Linked DNA regions of Mus musculus: region 2 is linked to region 1. Evidence: chromatin contacts called from public Hi-C data. All regions are on one chromosome and are shown on one strand. The core of a region is the stretch at or near the end of the contact, and the rest is flanking DNA. Distances in the headings are between cores, read along the strand shown. Region 1 overlaps Drd2 (dopamine receptor D2). Region 2 holds the start of Ttc12 (tetratricopeptide repeat domain 12).

The links. Hi-C and Micro-C count contacts between places; a contact is called where the count stands out from the background.
Region 2: a contact with region 1 is called in a Hi-C map of embryonic stem cells, with 4 times the contacts expected there. The contact joins the promoter of Ttc12 here to the enhancer-like site in region 1. A contact is called at or near these places in 8 of 39 promoter capture datasets (the 3T3-L1 cell line, cranial neural crest, embryonic stem cells and 3 more), 2 of 15 datasets of contacts at CTCF or cohesin (both in embryonic stem cells), 14 of 484 Hi-C or Micro-C datasets (differentiating embryonic stem cells, embryonic stem cells, liver and 1 more), 16 of 115 datasets of contacts at active chromatin or transcription factors (differentiating embryonic stem cells, embryonic forebrain, embryonic stem cells and 2 more) and 2 of 9 other capture datasets (embryonic stem cells and pancreatic islet).

Annotation. Positions count from the first base shown.
Region 1 is chr9:49,363,210-49,367,344 of GRCm38.p6, reverse strand. All of the region lies in intron 1 of Drd2 (dopamine receptor D2), which reads right to left. Among named protein-coding and RNA genes, the nearest start is that of Drd2, 25 kb to the right of the region's middle. Within about 2 kb of position 1,269, at least 27 of the 459 cell types and tissues checked have an H3K27ac peak or open chromatin away from gene starts, as enhancers often do. A contact at or near this core is called in differentiating embryonic stem cells and embryonic stem cells, where this site is marked.
Region 2 is chr9:49,484,497-49,488,250 of GRCm38.p6, reverse strand. It overlaps Ttc12 (tetratricopeptide repeat domain 12), which reads left to right and starts at 2,026. Exons shown (of 22, transcript NM_172770.3): 1 at 2,026-2,105; 2 at 3,509-3,581. The coding sequence starts at 3,524.

The DNA of each region.
Region 1 (4,135 bases), core at 20-2,519:
GTCTCAGGCTGCACAACCATACAATGAGAAAGGCCAGCATTGTCAGCACAGCCTGGGGCCAGTGGCTTCTTTAAGCACTGGCAGTTAGAAAACAAACACAAGGAAAGAGAGCAGCCACCCAGCTCCCCCCACCCCATTAGATGGGACCTATTCCTTTGCTCTCCACACTTGAGAGTGGGGGTAGGGCCATAGGTAAGTCTCTCTCTCTCTCCCTCTCTCTCTCTGTGTGTGTGTGTCTGTCTGTCTGTGTCTGTGTCTGTGTCTGTGTCTGTGTCTGTGTCTGTGTAAGTGTGTGTGTGTGTGTGTGTGTGTGTGTGTGTGTCCAAATGGAAAGGTGAGAGATAGCACCCAACTGAACAAGCTCCCCAGAGTACAAATGTCCACACATCTTCAAGCTTCCTTGGTTGCCTGATTGTCTGTGCTTTCTTCCAGATCTTGTCGTCTAGAATACTGCAGGCCACCCTGGGTTTTGCTGGTTATTTGGTCAGGAATTAGGTCTTGGTGCCACCTTGGCTCTGCATTTTGTTAAGTATATATGGTTTAGATTAGTCACTTAATCACAATCTCTCTCTCTCTCTCTCTCTCTCTCTCCTCTCTTTCCCTCCTTCCCTCCCTCTCTTCCTTCCACCTTCCCTCCTTACATCCCTCCCTCCCTCCCTCCCCTAAAGCCCCAGTTGTATCAAATGAGAATAGCAGCTGCCCCCTTACATGAAGGAACAATGAACAGCAGGCTTGCATCTCAGCTCTCCACGTACAATGTCAACAACCAAGGGTTGAGGGGTGCCTACTTAGCTGCTGCTGCTCATTTCAGCCCTTGTGCGAAGAAGGAAAGGTACTGAGAACAGTGCTGACACCAATGGGGATATATAAAGATGGCGTCATTATAAAGTTTACCTGCAGTACAGCGAGATGCGTGCTGAGTGGTTCTATCAATGCCTGCAATACTGAATGTACTGCAAAAGTGCTGATTCCTTTAACTGCAAAGTCCTTGAAGCAGTGGGGGTTGCACCCACCGAGAACTATTCAGGGCTACCTATTTTCTTCTACTATCCTGCTACAGATTTATAAATTTTGCCTCTTCGGGTATATCTATTGAATATTTTTTTTAAATGCCAGCAAGTGTGAATACCAAAATAAATGAGACAGAGTCTGGTCTTCAGGAAGAACACAGCTCAAGGGAGAAACAGAGATGGCGTGATTAACACAACACAAGATGAGAGGACTAACTGGAGGTCATCAGACCAGGCAGGGATCCTCAAAGGCAGAGCTGGGTCACGTGACTTGCAGACTCTTTGCCACGCCCCACCCCCTTATGCTCTGCCGCTGGATCACAGCTTTGTACTTAACAGAAGGTCAGCATATATTTGTTGAGCAAACATGGAGTTGGGTGACCTTTCTTGGCATGCAGGTCACACAAAGTCCCTCAGCTATGGCAGAGAAACAGCTTCTCTCATCCCAAGCACCTAGAAAGGCATTTTTGCAGGTGTGGGTGTGGCATGCTAACTAGGGATCGAATTGCTCTCCCCAGCCAGGTGTCTGGCAGGCAGTTTGCTACAGTTTGCTAGCAGCTGCACTTAGGATGTTTGTACAACATCGAGAGTGCCAAGTGCCAAACATGATAGTGTTACCTTTTTTTTTCTTGGTGGGTTGGCTGTTAAAACACCTCCCACTGATACTATTTCACAGATGTGGCAATGAAATCTCAGAGTCGTTCAGGAGCTCAGTCCACCCAGAACCCCATCTTTTCTCTCGGTCCGCCCTTTGACCCCCAGTGGCTTGATGAGGAGTCAGCTCACCACCTGTACCTTGTGCTGCTGAAAGGAAAAGAAGAGAAGATCTACATCTATCCAGATTCCCATAAAGCTTCAGGGCTCTCCTAACCTAGGCCAAGGTCCCTGGCAACCCCGCGGTATCTGTCTCTTTTATTGTCTACTAGGAGGCTACCTGTTCAGAACCATCAGAAAGGATGAGAAGATATTTAAGCCTCACTGATCAGGACAGGTGTATAAACATCTGCTCACTCAGTTACTGCCAGTGGGAGAACAAGTATTGGCAAGGATGTGGAGCAACCAGAACCTTGCAAACCTCCTAAGACAACTGTGAAATGGTGTGGCTTATATCATGAACAGCAAGGGGTTCTTTGAAAAAAAAAAAAGACAACTAGAATTGTAAGCGCTAGCAATTCCGTTTCTGGTGAGAGATCCAAAAGAATTGAAGGAACAATGCACTCACACAATGTCAGGAGCCAAAGTGACCCAGTGAGAGACGACAAAGAAGATGTGGGCTATCCATAAGATAGACTATTACACATCTTTTTAAAGGAAAGACTACCTAATCAGATAGAGCTATCAGAGTAAACGTAACACCCCCAGCTATTATTTGCTGACTTTGAACAAAAGGGGTTTGTTTTGTACACAGAACAGGCTCTTTAGCAAGTGGTGTTGAAGAGAATTGACTGTGCACCAGCAGAGCAATTGTGCATTTAAGACACTTACATCACCCTTTACTTAGCATTCTACCCAAAACAGATTAAAATTTAACCCTAAGACCTAAAACTGTAAATCCACTTAAAAAAAACAAGACCACTACAAGATATGAACTGGGCAGTGAGACCCCACTTTCATGAGACCCCAGAAAACAGGTGGCAAAAGCAAACCTAGGCACACGGAATCACATGACGCTGAAAGCTTCTGCAGAGTAAAGGAAGTGGTTGGAAGAGTGAACGGGCAGCTTGAACTTTGTGAAGGAATACTTGCAAATCCTTTATCAGCCAAGGAGTTCACACTCCGAACACGAGAAATCCACACTCTTCAGAAACAGGAAAACAAGACAGCATTTAAAACTGGTGAAGGTGGTGCTCAGTGGTGAGGAGTGTTTGCTATTCTTGCAGAGGACTGAAGTTCAGGTCCCAGCACTCACACTGGGCAGCTAACAAACTCTTGCCATTCCAGTCCCAGGGGATCTGATGCCCTCCTCTGGCCCCCACAGGCAGCTGCACACATATGCAGGCACATGTATACACAGATTTATAAACAGAGATGGCCCGAGTCAATACATCCCAAAGGAAGGCATGCAAAACTCAGAAAGAAATGGAAAAGGTTTGATCAAGCCATGGTCTCTCATGCTTGCCATCAGCCCTTAAGAAGAAGCTAAGGCAGGAGGATTGCCACAAGTTCAAGGAGTCTCAGCTGTATAGTTGGTTCAGACAAGCTTAGTCTATGAAGTGAGACCCTCTGCCCAAAACTAAACCAAAAACAATCATGAAGAAGTTAAAACTCAGGATGGTGGCTATTGTCAAACACTGTGGACGGTAACGGGTTGAAGGGACAGAGAAGGGAGAGACTTTTGTATGTTGAAGGGAATGTGGTATTGTACAGCCATTTTAGAAAAAAAAAAAAGGAAAAAGGTGATTTGAAGAAATTCAAGTAGGGCCAGCAAGATAGCCTAGGAGGTAAAAGTACTTACTGATAAGCCTGACAGTTCGACTCTATCCTAGACTCACAGGGCAGAAGGAGAGTACTGACTCCTGCAAGATGCCCTGTGACTGCCAAATATACATCATGGTACATATGAGTGTACACGCATGTACACACACACACACACACGCACGCACACACACACTGAATAAGTAAATAAACAAATATACTCCAAAAATATAAAATTTGTCACATGATGTAGCAATCTTGCTTCTGATATAAACATGTAATAGTTTGAAATAGTGAAATAACACAAATATGGAGGGCACTTCATTGTATAATGCCATGGCCATAAAGAGATAAACATTAAGTGACCTCACTCTGTCAACATTTCTTAAAAATAGGGAGTCTGAATGGTGGCTACCAAAACATGAGAGAGAGGAGGGATCAGGGAATGAATGCTGGCTGAAGAGAGCCAAGTCCTAGCTAATGGGAGAAGTACACTCTAGCTGTCCACTACACAGCAAGGTGATTGTCGCTAACAGGAAAACACTGAGTATTTTTACGTATCTGAAAGAGTAGCTTTGAATTGTTCTCACCACAAAGAAGTGATGGAAAATGACAGACATTAATTTGCCTGCTTTGCTCACTTTACAATGAAACACGTGTCAAAAGCCTCATCCTGCAATCCTAAGTATGTGCAATTATCACTTTCAATA
Region 2 (3,754 bases), core at 777-3,276, 120 kb before region 1:
GTCTCCACAGGCAAAGGTAGTTTGTTTCATTCTGCATGAGGCTGAGAACTTTTTTTCCCACTCTCTTCTGAGCTTGTATAATATAATTGATGGGAAAATGCAAGGAGTTAGGATGGTTTGCACGGTGGGGAGCGAGCTGAGGGAAGGAGTAGCAATGGTTTCTATTAATCTGAGTCTCAGATTTACGATACAGTGGAAGATGACCAAATGTTCCCCCGTTTTTTTATTGAAGGCATAAACCACAAAACTGGAGTCTCGCGCAAGGGATTTAAGCTCCGTAAAGTAAACTCATCCTTGAAATACAGCTCACTAATGCTTTTGAAAGTCTCTGCACACGTAAACCACTGTGCTGGAGGGAGGACACACAGACATTGACCCTTAAAATCTAACAACAGTCATCCTGATCCGCATAGATTCGCCCACAGCACCCTTAGATTTTTGGCATAGCATCAAGTGAAGAACACGTGGTCAGAGTGGCTGAGCATGTTATGCCGAGGCAACAAAGCCACCCAAAATGTTGACCCCCTTATCAGCCGGGTCTACTGCTTACTCTTCTATGAATCAAAGGTAGACTGGGTTCTGTGAATGCTCACACAGGCCTCCATTGGCTAACTGCTGGGTGGGTGGGGGGGCATAGTCAATGAGTCACACTCGGGTTATTGAAGGTTCTTGTTCACAGTTGCTTATCTGTATACCACACTGGCCATATCAAGTTACCAGGGCACAAAAGTAAAATCTACATAGGCCTGGACAAAAGAGCATGAGACTCTTTGCTGCCAGGTGACTGACTTTCTGGGGTCACTTAGGACTTCTGACCAATCCGAGGTAAGTTTGGTGGCACACACCTGCCATCCCAGCACCCGAGACAATAGGATCACCTTGAGCTCGAGGACACCCTGGGCCACAAAGTGAATTTTGGGCTATGCAGGGCCACAGAAAGGTATAGCATCCAAAACACACACACACATACACACACACACACACACACACACACACACACACACACACAGACCAGCTAAAGAAGCAAAGTGAAACAAAACAAAACCCTAGTAATCTATCAAGTGTAAGATTTGTCCCCGCAAAGTGGCTTGTGACTGTACCACTGTAATCTTACTCTTCAGGACAGATGGCCCTTGGAAGCCTGATGCAAACTGTCAACTCTCTTATCCTTTCTCCATCCGGAATAGCATACTTGACAGTTTCTGTAGGCACATTTGCTCATCTAAGTCCACGTGCTAGAAACAAAAAGACAAAACAAAGGCAAACCTCTGGTCCTAAGGAATGGGAACTAGTCCTATAACACATGGGCTTATGGGACTGGGGAGGGCAGAGCTGCACTCCATAGCAACAGGAATGGAAGCCGTCAGACAGAAAGAGCTTCTGAAGACGCACCAGCCAGCCAGTCTGTGGCTACTGAGCATCACTATCCAAGGCAGTCCTGGGTGCAAGTGAGTCTGTCCCTTCTTCGGCCAGTAGTTCTGGAACTCCCATCGCCTCTTCTTACCTGGGTTCTTGCCTGGCCACTGGCTAGCCTCAGGCACTTTTTTGTAGATTCTGGTTTTGACTGATCTACATTACCCACATTTTAGAGCTCAGGACTCACCACTCTTCCATTCCCTGTGATGTGCTCTCTCTACCCTAAATCCTACTGTTGTTTGTATATCACTCACTTCTGTAGCTAGATAGGATCCAGCCCCCTTAACCATAGCTTTGTCGGAAAAGTGTCGTTTTTCCATTTCATTTACGAGAAAAATTGAGAATCAAAGAGACGGTACTGCCTTGGAGGCCATACATTGGTCATTAAAAACAAACCTGGACTCACACCGAAGTACGCTGGATGGAGCCTTTACATTATGGGACTAAAGATATGAAACCAACTGGGAGAACCCTCGCGGCTCCAGAGTGGAAGGGCTTTCACTGACGTTGCTTTAGCGACCAGCCGGCACCAACTTGCTTCTGGGTGGGACATCCCAGCTTCAAACGGGGCAGCGCGTTCTTTGGGTCACGAGAGGCCCCGCCCTCTCCAAGGCCCCGCCTCTCCCCAGCGAAAGCCAGTCACAGCCTGTCCTCAGCTTCCACTTCCCGTCCGATCCTGGGCACTAAAGGTCAGTCTAGCCGGGTGGCCGTGGGGAATCTATCTTGGAACTGTTCCTGGCCTGGGCTTAGAGTTGACAGAGGCCACTGACTCGGGCCCTGAGTTTGATCCAGTACCAGCTGCAGGCTGAGACCAACCCTGGAAGCACAGGGCCAGGACGCTGGGGAGCGGTTGCCTGGCAACAGTACAGCTGTCCCCGCCCTCCCTCCATGGAGTTGTGTAGTACCGAAGGGTGGGGCTCGGGTGTGGGTCCTCCACCCCACCGCCGCTCTGCTCCTTTCCAGGGAGCCTTGGCTCTGCGTTCCTGCTGACCCTTCTGGCTTGGGTGTACTGTTCCAGAAAGACTGGCTTTCTCCGTCCATGAAGCGCCTGGTTCAGGCCAGCCTGTAGCTCTGCACGAGTTAATTCCCTCCTCCACCCCCCACCTCACCCCCACCCCCACCCCCGATGTGAATCTCATTCCTAGGGAGTGTTAGCTGTTTGAGCCATATGCCAAGGCTGTTTTCTAGATAAAAGAAGCCTGACTAATCACGCATCCACGTTCAGGGTGCTACAGTCAGACCCGTGGTGTCCTCTGGGTTCGCATTATGATTTCCATAACGTAGACGGAGAAACTGGGACTCACGGGCTAATTGTGCATGTCAAAGTTTTAGTTCGCAGTTGTCTGACTGCACTACCAAGCCGCCTGTCTGCAAGCTGGAACCACAGTATAGTGTATTTAAAATATGCATACCTAGGGGGCGCTCCCAAACGAGCTGCGGCTCGCTGTGGGCCAAGGCTGGGGAAGTTTATCCTTCTGGTGATCTTTAGGTTGTGTGGATACGCCTTTGGGTACCTCCGAGGTTATCATGTAGTCTTCACATTCAAAATCAAGTGTAATAAAGCTAATGTACTTGGTAGAGTACTGAAAAGCAGACGCTGGTGCACTGTGGCACCTCCTCTTCATCCTCAGAAACAGGGCGGAGGCAACGGTTTTAATGGAGTGTGGACATGTTCATGAAGGTAGTCTTCTCCCTACTTATCCTGTGCTTTGCCTGGCCCAAGCTTCCGACTAGGCACACCTGTCATGGCCAAAGTTGGAAGACCACACTCGTCCCCCAGCCCTGGCAATAAGTCGGCTCCTCTCCCAGCTTCCTTTGCCATCAGGTCCCTAAATCACAGTGGTTGGTGGTTAGCTTTGGAGGAATTATTGTAGAGCATTTCCCCCCAGCAGAGGCAGGGCTGGCAGCTCTCCGGAAGTGTGGCCACAAATAATAACTGTCCCTTGGCCTTAAACAGCAGTCAGAGGGAAATGGCTCACCCTGCTGTTATTCACGACATTTACAAACACTTAGTCTTAGACAGATAATAAGCCCGATGGTTCTGTTTAGTGTTTTATATTATTAATTTCATAATTTATACTGCCTCCCTTAGAGATTTGTGTCTGCGATGGCTGATGATCAAGAGAGAGACTTGCAGAGATTTCTGGAAAATGTGGATGAAATAAGTAAGTCGCATTAAGTCACAGGCTGAGTTCTGCCTTGGAGCGGTGAAGTGGGTGAAGAAAAACGAAGTTAGCTCCCTGGCTTGTTTGACAGGTTTATGACTCTCAAGGAAAAAAAATGTAATTGAAATTAAACAGAAGGCTATTGAGGTCTCAGTTACAGCCTTGGGGCAGTA